Regions from separate parts of the Pan troglodytes genome. Here regions 1 and 2 are each linked to region 3. The links are chromatin contacts, called in public HiChIP or PLAC-seq maps. All regions are on one chromosome and are shown on one strand. The core of a region is the stretch at or near the end of the contact, and the rest is flanking DNA. Distances in the headings are between cores, read along the strand shown. Region 1 holds the start of ANKRD46 (ankyrin repeat domain 46). Region 2 holds the start of YWHAZ (tyrosine 3-monooxygenase/tryptophan 5-monooxygenase activation protein zeta). Region 3 holds the start of PABPC1 (poly(A) binding protein cytoplasmic 1).

What was found. HiChIP or PLAC-seq counts read pairs in DNA pulled down with a chosen protein or histone mark.
Region 1: a contact with region 3 is called in an H3K4me3 HiChIP or PLAC-seq map of stem cell-derived excitatory neurons, with 7 times the contacts expected there. The contact joins the promoter of ANKRD46 here to the promoter of PABPC1 in region 3. A contact is called at or near these places in 2 of 7 Hi-C or Micro-C datasets (blood and stem cell-derived neural progenitor cells) and 1 of 1 datasets of contacts at active chromatin or transcription factors (stem cell-derived excitatory neurons).
Region 2: a contact with region 3 is called in an H3K4me3 HiChIP or PLAC-seq map of stem cell-derived excitatory neurons, with 2.6 times the contacts expected there. The contact joins the promoter of YWHAZ here to the promoter of PABPC1 in region 3. A contact is called at or near these places in 1 of 7 Hi-C or Micro-C datasets (stem cell-derived neural progenitor cells) and 1 of 1 datasets of contacts at active chromatin or transcription factors (stem cell-derived excitatory neurons).

What each region holds. Positions count from the first base shown.
Region 1 is chr7:110,803,729-110,806,928 of NHGRI_mPanTro3-v2.0_pri, reverse strand. It overlaps ANKRD46 (ankyrin repeat domain 46), which reads left to right and starts at 1,544. Exons shown (of 6, transcript XM_001152837.8): 1 at 1,544-2,624.
Region 2 is chr7:111,194,226-111,197,471 of NHGRI_mPanTro3-v2.0_pri, reverse strand. YWHAZ (tyrosine 3-monooxygenase/tryptophan 5-monooxygenase activation protein zeta) reads left to right here and starts at 1,986. Exons shown (of 6, transcript XM_003951316.6): 1 at 1,986-2,196.
Region 3 is chr7:110,965,450-110,968,919 of NHGRI_mPanTro3-v2.0_pri, reverse strand. PABPC1 (poly(A) binding protein cytoplasmic 1) reads left to right here and starts at 2,115. Exons shown (of 17, transcript XM_063817334.1): 1 at 2,115-2,291; 2 at 3,103-3,255; 3 at 3,370-3,470. The coding sequence starts at 3,406.

The DNA of each region.
Region 1 (3,200 bases), core at 295-2,794, 160 kb after region 3:
TATATGTTTTTGTAAAGCTTGCAAAATTAAAATACTTTACCTACAATTGATTAAGATTTCTCTCTTTCCACTCAGACTTCCGGAGTATTCTTCTACTGGCTAACATTGGAGTGACTACAGGCATTTTTGGGATCCAGCTAAGCAGAAATGCAGCTGGGGGTACTTTGGTTTGCATTTAATGGGAGACGTTCATGTGGTTCGTGGTCACTTCCATGCACCATTAAGTTATTGCTGGAGAGTAGGAATGGCTTCTGCGAATGCTCCTGTATTAGTCCGTTCTCACACTGCTATGAAGAAATACCTAAGACTGAGTAATTTATAAGAAAAGAGGTGTGATTGACTCAGTTGAATCACAATTCTGCATGGCTGGGGCAGCCTTAGGAAACTTACAATCATGGCAGAAGGCACTTCTTGACAGGGTGGTAGGAGACAGAATGAGTGCTGAGCAAAAGGAGAAGCCCCTTATAAAACCATCAGATCTCATGAGAACTCATGTGCTCTCATGAGAACAGCATAGGGGAAACTGCCCCCATGATTCAATTATCTTCACCTGGTCCTGCCCTTGACATATGGGTATTATTATAATTCAAGATGAGATTTTGGGCAGGGACACAGCCAAACCATATCAGCTCCTAACAGCCACTGTGTCAAAGTGCCCAGGTGTGGTAACATGAAGGAGTCATAGAATATGTGCAGCATGCAGTTCACTTTAATCCCGTCAGAGAAAAAAGCTGTCTTCACCATCCCTACATTTTTTCATATCAATCAAAAGCAGTAATTCATGAAGAGGAAGAGATAAATTTGAATAGAAGTAATGGAGAGGCTCTCAGATTGTTGGATGAGTCAAATAATGAAGAGTAAATCTTATTAATACATTGGGAAAAGCTTTAATTTCCTTGCTAATTTGTCATAGTTTATAGGCATCAGTGAAGATATTATAAACTCAACACACAACCAGAAGGAGGACATCGATAACAAACTGATTAATAAATGTCATCAATTTAACAAGTAATATTGCTGATTAGTCATAGCACAATAAAATGTGAAATGCCCTAAGATCTTATAACTTTTTTTTTTTGAGATGGAGTCTTGTTCTGTCACCCAGGCTGGAGTGCAGTGGTGAGATCTCGGCTCATTGTGACCTCCGCCTTTTGGGGTTCAAGGATTCTTGTGCCTCAGCCTCCTGAGTAGCTGGGATTACAGGTGTGCAACACCATGCCTGGCTAATTTTTGTATTTTTGTAGAGCCAAGGTTTCACCATGTTGGTCCGGCTGGTCTCGAACTCCTGACCTCAAGTGATCTGTCCTCCCCAGCGTCCCAAAGTGCTGGGATTACAGGTGTGAGCCACCGTGCATGGCCAGATCTTATAATTCTTACATGAAAGAAATGTAATAGTGATCTCCTCTAATATGACAATAGTCCTAAACATTTACATGACATTTTCAAGAACAAATTATTAGACGGTGTAGGTGGTCCTTAAATGAATGAACCATGAGATACCCTAGAGCAGGGGTGTCCAATCTTTTGGCTTCCCTGGGCCACATTGGAAGAAGAATTGTCTTGGGCCACACATAAAATACACTAACACCAGCAATTGTTGATGAGCTAAAAAAAAATTGCAAAAAAAAAAAAAAAACTCATAATGTTTTAAGAGAGTTTATTAATTTGTGTTGGGCTGCATTCTAAACTGTCTTGGCTGCATGCAGCCTGCAGGTGTGGGCCAGGGGTTGGACAAGTTTGCCATAGAGGGTGGCTTGGTTGGATGAGGGTGCTAGAATTCAGAGGACGGTCACTGTGCAGTGAGAGTTGTCTTGGCTGTAGGACTGGAGTTGGTAAAATGAAAAAAAGAAAAAACTAGTTTTGCATGAAAGAATGTTTCCAGCATATGAATGTCCCACCACACTTTTAGTTAGTCTTGGCTGTACATGTTGCAATAAGTCAAGGAACCCTACAAAGTAGGAAGGAAGGATTCAAACTGCGAATCGCTTGAACCCGGAAGGCGGAGTTGGAGTTTGCAGTGAGCCGAGGTTGAGCAACTGCACTCCAGCCTGGGCGACAGAGTGAGACTCCGTCTAAAAAAAAAAAAAAAAAAAAAGATTCAAACTGCTTTTGAAAAAAGTAAAAATGCAGGGTTATATTTTAGAAATAGCGCAGCCAATCATTAGTGGCTATTCCTAATATGTCAATTTGGGGTCTATAGAAGACCTACCTAGAGGCCAGCAACTATTAATTGATGCTTATAGCACCCAATGAAACTGCCCTTGCCTTTGAAGCCCCCATTTAGCTAAGGGGATGGGATGTGAATTTAGAACAGGACGTGAAAAGTGCAAAATGCTCCCGGACTCAGATCGGATAAACCTCTTCTAGGCTGTCTTTCTCTTCTGAAGCCACAGTTTTGATGCTTTCCCTAATTCAGAGCAGGCTTTCCCGGAGTCTCTGACTCAGAGCAGCCCGAGCCACCGTGAGGACCGCCCACCTGCAGGGGGCGCGCCGGGGGCTGCAGCGCGAGACCGCTCTGGCCCAGCGGGGACTCCGACTACCCCTGTCTGGCCCCTCCCCTCCGCCCGTCACCGCCGCCTTGAAGCTGCTGCTGTTGCTGTCGCTGCTGCTCGTTCGAGTCGCAGGTACTTGGCCCGGGGCCTGTGGGCAGCGCCTGGGCTAGAGCCACTTGATATCTCCTGCACCGTCCCTGTAGCATTGGAGGTCCAGCAGGCCTGGCCGGGGCCCTGAGGGGCGAGGGTGCCCGGGCTTCCCACACCTTCCGCGGCGACTGGAGGGAGCCGGGCCGAGGAAGCGACCGCGGGTCCGTGATGGCTTCTTCGCGGTCTGTGTGTTCACGAGGGCCGGGCAGAGGCCTGCGAGGGTTCTCGTTTGCGCTTGCGGGTTAGGGCTGTGGTCCGGGGAACCCCTGGGCAGCGCGGGCAGCCCTGGCTCGCGGTTAATCGGAGGGTGAGCGCGGAAGCCCCGCCGCAGGTCCAGCTGCTCGGCCGGGGCGAGACGGTGCTTTCGCGGCGTGTGCTTGCAGGAGCGCACAGTTCAGGCGCCGGGACAAGCTGTTGGGGTGTGAGTGAGCTCTCCAGAATGGCACATGGCTCCGGGGTGCCCGGGTTAAAAGGCAGGATTTGCACACCTTCCACTTAGGGCTCGGGTAATCGCAAACTTCCTCCCTTAATTGGCTTGCAGTGCTAAAAAGCAGATCG
Region 2 (3,246 bases), core at 737-3,236, 230 kb before region 3:
TTTAGTCCCTGTTCTGCTGCAAAACCTTCTGCAATATGTTGGATTTCTCCAAATAAAACACAGTGAAGTGAAATTATAGCCTGACAGAATTGTGATTACACTTAAAATATCATATAACTGCCACATCATCAATAGAGTCCATCCTTGGAGATGTTTTCCCAATTGGAGGGATGGACTTGTGCTAATTCACTTAAACTCTTTTCCCATTTTAGTGTTTCATTTTTGAGACAGGGTCTCGCTTTGTTGCCCAGGCTGTAGTGTAGTGACACAATCACAGCTAACTGCAGCCTCTACCTTCCGGGCTCAAATGATCCTCCCACCTCAGCCTCCCCAGTAGCTGGGACCGCAGGCACATGCCACCATGTCCAGCTACTTTTTGTATTTTTTGTAGAGAAGGGGTCTTGCCATGTTGCCCAGGCTGGTCTTGAACCCGTGGACTCAAGCTATCTGCCTGCCTCCCAAAGTGCTGAGATAATGAGAGTGAACCACTGTGCTTGGGCTTTTTCTCATTTTAATGTATAGCATTATATATTGATGTATAGCTCTGAAGAGATCATTGCAGTCCCCTATAGAGGAATGAATCAATATTCACCCTCATCACTCATGTCTCAGCACTAAGAAACACAAATAGGCATTTCTACTTCTAAAAGATACTTTAAAAATATGGTTTCTTTCTGCTACTGAAGTTTCCTAAAAATCAAAAAGAAAATAGTTTCATTTTATCTTTACAATCCTTTGAACACTAGAGATATCAATCAGATATATCCATTTACAAATGAATAATAGCTAGGTTACTCTAAGAAATATATGTATGTGTATATTCGTTTAATCCTCAGCATCACCTGATGAGTTAAGTGTTTTTGTTGCCAGTATTTTATTGCCGTGGCTATCAAAGCACATAGAGGTTAACCAACTTGAGTGAGGTAAGAGTTGCGCATTGAAGAAAATACAGGTCAGGGTATTAGTGAAAGTCTCCAGCAACGTTCCCAGGGTTCATAGGTTCTATTTATTCTGCTCTGTATGCCACAGGTTATTCCTTATTTCTTAAAAGATCTTTTCCTCAGGGCTTTCATAACATCCCGTTCCTTTCTTGCAGCTTCATTATATCTTTATTGTGCAGACACATTGACTTGAGTATGTAAAACCTAACAGTGCCTATTGTTGCACTAAAAAATGCCTTGCTATTAAAGCATGAGGCAAAAGCCTAACTTAGCTGTTTCCTGAAGTAAATCCACATTTATACAGAAAAACCCCTTAACTTCCTCTAAAACAAAAGGCATATACTCTACATAGACATATATTTGAGACATTAAAGAAACATCAATTTCCATTTTAAAAAAACGTTTAACTTAGTATCCTCTGTCAAATTTCTGGTGCCTACTACAAAACTGGAAAAAACTGTAAAAAAATAGCTTTTGAAATATTACTCATTTTAAGTGAGTCACGCCCTAAAAGAATTTACTTGGGAGTCAAAGCTAGTTGACCCTAACATCTCAGAAATAAAACTCCAATTTGTTTATCCATTTAAGCTACCATGAGTCTGTGATTTGGCAACTTGTGAAAAGCAACAACAAAAAAACCCACTAAAATATAACTGGTCACTGGAAACCCTCTTTCTGGTCTGTACTATCTAAATGCCAGCTGTCATGTCAGGCAAAAAGTAATTTGTAGAGCAGCCTTGTGGTCCACTGTATTGTGTAGGAAAGACAATGTACTGGAAGAGCGAGGACTCAATCATTTCGTGTCTACTACTGAGAAACTAAATTCTGTAGAGAACATGAGGCTAAACGGAGGCTCTGGTCAGCTCAATAAAGATACGTTGGAAGAATCAATGGGGAGTTTACACAAGAGTAAAATGAAGAGTTCCAAGCTTTCTCATTGCTAACCGTACACTCTCCATGGCTGTTGCAAGTGGTTTTGCAGGTCATCCAAGCACTAATCTTTTCTTAGCCCGAACACATTTAAAGAGGGAAGGGGCAGAGATCATTCACACTGTGAATGTTTCTCTCTGAACTTCCTGAAGTCAACTGGGCGGAGGCCCTACCGGTTCAGGCACCTGCAATTTCCGCCTTTCTCCTTCCCCTTCTTCCGGGCTCCCGTCCCGGGTCATCACCCGGCCTGTGGCCCAGTCCCACCGCCAGCTGGAACCCTGGGGACTACGACGTCCCTCAAACTTTGCTTCTAGGAGATAAAAAGGTAATGATCGTCATGTGCAGTATGAGGTCTTCACGTGAAAGCTTTATTTGGGTAGGAAAACCTAGCCTACGAGAAACGGGTCCGTGCGGTCACGCCTGACTGCCTGTCTCCGGGTCAAGGCTGCCAGGACCAGCTCCAGCCCTCCGCCGGAGAAGGCTGTCTTTTCCCCTCGGAACTCTGGCTTCCCTAAAGCGGCCGCGCCTCCTTCCAGGCCTCACCTCCTGCCGGCTCCGCCCGGCCCGGCCCACCTCGCCCCCACCTCGGCGCCCACCCATTGTCCCCTCGCGCAGTCACCGAGCGCAGATCCCGCGCTCTCGATTGGAACGCCTCCCCATCACTCAGCCACACTCAGGGGCTGGACGCCTCACTCCCGTTTCCGAGCCATAAAAGGTCTAGGACCGCTTCCCCCGAGCCAGCAGGTAAAGCCGCGGCGGCGGGAGGGAGGCCGAGAGGGGCCGCGCGCCCCGGTCGGCCCAGCCGGGGAAGGGGAGCGGCGGGCGGGGCGGGGGGGAGCGCACCACACACAACACTCCCTTGCCGTGCGACCGCGCCCTGCCCCCGCCCCGGGGCCCCCACCCCGCAAGTCCTGATCACAATGCCGGAGCCGCCGAGCCACCCTTGTCATCCTGCCCGGGGACGGCCCTGGGGCAGTTACTACCGCGAAGCACGGAGGGCGGGGCGGGCCGGGCCTCGGGGAGGGGTGGGGGGATGTGAAAGGTCCCGGATGTTGCTGAACGGGAGCCCCTTCCAGAGGGAGTGACTGGGGCAAGCGCAGACGGGCTGAGCGAAAGCTAAGGTGGGGGTAGGGAGAGAACGCCTTCCCGCCGGCTGAGAGGAAGAGTGGGCCGGCAGAGGCTGCAGGGGAGAGGGAGAGAGAGGGCGTTGGGGACCCAAAGGGAAGGCGAGGAGTGGGGGATTTGCGTTGGGGAGGAAAAGGAAAAAAGCAGCCTCCTGCCCTAGGTGCACTCGGGACAAGCGTAGAGGAGCTGGAAGCCGAGCGGGGTGGGAGGAGTGGCGGCTGCGGGCGAGGACGCGCGCGCCTCCGCTCGC
Region 3 (3,470 bases), core at 866-3,365:
TCTTTTGGCGCTTACAACTTATTTTGGGAGATCGCTCATAAACACACTATTTTGATATAACGTAGTAAATGTATTGCCGGGTTGGCGGGCGGCAGGGGAAAAACCAAAGGAAGTGTGCCCAATCCTACCTGGTGGTCAGGGAATGGTTACTGGGGGAGAGGAGGAAGAGTCTGAGAGGCAGAACCAGGAAAGTGTAGCCCAGACGCCAAGAGAGTGTGTGACAAAAGAGAGGGAGAAAAACAGTGTCAAACTCTGCAGATGTCCAGTAATATGGACCTGAAGAAAGTCCATTGGATTTGTCAAATAGAACAGGGATCATTGGCAACTGTTGATGGGGCAATTTGAGTGCAGCTGGAAGTCATACGGTAGTGTTGAGGAACTAAGGAGATAGAAAGCAGAAATGAAAAGCTTGGCTATGAAAAAAAAGTGAATGAGAGAGGAATACGTCATTAAGAGAAGATTGGTTTGTTTTCTTTTTGATCTGAATTGACCAGTTTCTGATCTGAGCGAAAGGAGCTGGCTGGAAATAAAAAGAGGTGATTGATGGATCAAGGGAACAGGTTCTTGGTTTCAGTTCCAGATCCCACTCCTGTTTCCTCCTGGGCTCTGACTCTCTCTCCTATTCTATTAAATAGCAGCTCCTTGTCCTCAGGTATGGACTTTGCTTCTACTTTCCCTTGCACATACTCAACTGTACCGCCATAAAATATGACAATGACATCTACTAAGTGCAAGAGCCACAGCTGCATAGACGTCCTGATGACTGGCTCCCTTCCCAAACTATGTATTCACCTACAAAGCACTAATATCCTTTTCTAGTGATGAGAATGCTTCCACTTACCATCCAGGGCATCACTGCCTGTCAAGCTGCCCTGGAAGCCTATCAACTGTTTATTTTTTATTTATTTGAGTCTCGCTCTGTCACCAGGCTGGAGTGCAGTGACGCAATCCTGGCTCACTGCAACCTCCGCCTCCCGGGTTCAAGCGATTCTCCTGCCTCAGGCTCCCGAGTAGCTGGGACTATAGGCGTGCGCTACCACGCCCAGCTAATTTTTGTATTTTTAGTAGAGACGGGGTTTCACCATGTTGGCCAGGATGGTCTCGATCTCTTGACCTCGTGATCTGCCCCCCTCGGCTTCTCAAAGTGCTGGGATTACAGGCGTGAGCCACCGCGCCTGGCTACTTTTTGTATTTTTAGTAGAGACGGGGTTTCACCATGTTGGCCAGGCTGGTCTCGAACTCCTGACCTCATGTGATCAGCGTGCGTCAGCCTCCCAAAGTGCTGGAATTACAGGAGTGAGCCACCGCGCCCGGTCACATTTTATCCTCTTTTTAATAGGAGCAAAATAGTATTTATGTGGGATTCCACTGGTTTAAATTCTAATTAAATGAGAACAGATATAAAGTACTTAATTCCACACCTAGCAATACAGTTGACATCCATTAAAGTTTATTGAATTAAGGAATAAATTGGGCAATCATTTAACTTCTTTGAGACTGTTCCTGTAACAGTAAAGTAAAATTATTACTACTTGCTCCACCTCCCACACAAGATTGCTCTCAGGAACAAATGATAGTATGTTTACGCGAGTGCTTTAAAACCTGTAAAAGCACTTTACTACTTTCGAGTGGAATTTGTATGTTGATTTAATGTCATTCCTAGAGCCGGTTTTTATTACTATCAATTCGTTAAATTTAGCATTCCTATTAAAACCCACTACTAATGTGCAGAATTGTTTTAGTTATTTATAAGGACGTTGTTTTAGACTATTCCTAATTTTGTCTGGTTGCAGGGCTGTGGTGCCATATAGTAGTGACTGTGACAAACCCGTACTTTCAGGAAAAACATTCACTTTTCTCCACTCCTGGTTTCTATCGCCAAGAAATGTCTGGCAGAAGCAGCACAAATCAATGATTCCAGCCTAGCACCTTAAGGTAAGAAGTGACCAAAGACCCCCAACACAGCTATCCCATATTAAAGCCACTCTGACCAACGACAACGTCCAGTGAAGACACGGAGGAGGGTCGGGCTGGAAAAGAAGAGGACGAGGAACCCGAGGGGCCCTCCCCTCTCTCTCCCTGCCCCCCCACCCCGCGCCGGGAGCTCCAGAGGTGCCGGGGTCCAGCGCGCAGGACGGTTGAGGGGTCCCGGAGCGGGCGGCCAGGACCCGCGCAGCCAGTTGGTGTCAGCGAGCGCCGCGGCCGTTGGGGACTCCAGCTCCCAGCAGGCACCGCTTCTGCGGCCGACGCGCGTGGCGGCGGTGCCCGCTGGGACTCGTAGTGCGGTCCGGGTAGGAGAGAGCAGGGGGCCACGCTGGCTCCATCTACGCACGTTTCGGAAACCGGGCCCGGAGGGGACCACGCCCGCTCACCCGTGCCCGGCGTCCCCCGGAGCTGGGGCTAGAGGAGCCGGGCCGGCCGCAGCGGGAGGAGGCCACAGGCGGCCGCGCACGTGGGGGGTGGTTGGCGCGGAGGAACCCGGAAGCCCCTTGCACCGCCCACCGCCGCGGTGACGGGTTAACGCTCCTCCTGGTGGAGGCAGGGGCGGGCGGGGCGGAAGGCGGGGCCGCCTCAGTCAACACCCCCGAGGACCGCCTGCGAGCCGCCCTCCCCACCCCCGCGGACGCGACGCAGCGCGAGCCCCGCTTCCCGGGCCGCGGCGCCTGCGCAAAAGCCCCGCCCCTTCGCCAGAGCCCCACCCCCACACCGCAGCCTCCACCGCCGCCACCTCTCCCTTCCTCTCAGCTCTTTCCTCCTGTTTTCTCTTCCCTCCTCCCCCTGGCCTCCGCGTCTCCTCCTACTCCGGCGCTGACGCTCGCGTAGGGGCCCTGGCGTCAGACGCGCGGGGGCGGGGCGAGTGCGGCGCGGGGTATAAGTAGAGGGTGCAGGAGGCGGTGCTTCCCCTTCTCCCCGGCGGTTAGTGCTGAGAGTGCGGAGTGTGTGCTCCGGGCTCGGAACACACATTTATTATTAAAAAATCCAAAAAAAATCTTAAAAAATCTTTTAAAAAACCCCAAAAAAATTTACAAAAATTCCGCGTCTCCCCCGCCGGAGACTTTTATTTTTTTTCTTCCTCTTTTATAAAATAACCCGGTGAAGCAGCCGAGACCGACCCGCCCGCCCGCGGCCCCGCAGCAGCTCCAAGAAGGAACCAAGAGACCGAGGCCTTCCCGCTGCCCGGACCCGACACCGCCACCCTCGCTCCCCGCCGGCAGCCGGCAGCCAGCGGCAGTGGATCGACCCCGTTCTGCGGCCGTTGAGTAGTTTTCAATTCCGGTTGATTTTTGTCCCTCTGCGCTTGCTCCCCGCTCCCCTCCCCCCGGCTCCGGCCCCCAGCCCCGGCACTCGCTCTCCTCCTCTCACGGAAAGGTCGCGGCCTGTGGCCCTGCGGGCAGCCGTGCCGAGATGAACCCCAGCGCCCCCAGCTACCCCATGGCCTCGCTCTACGTGGGGGACCTCCACCCCGACGT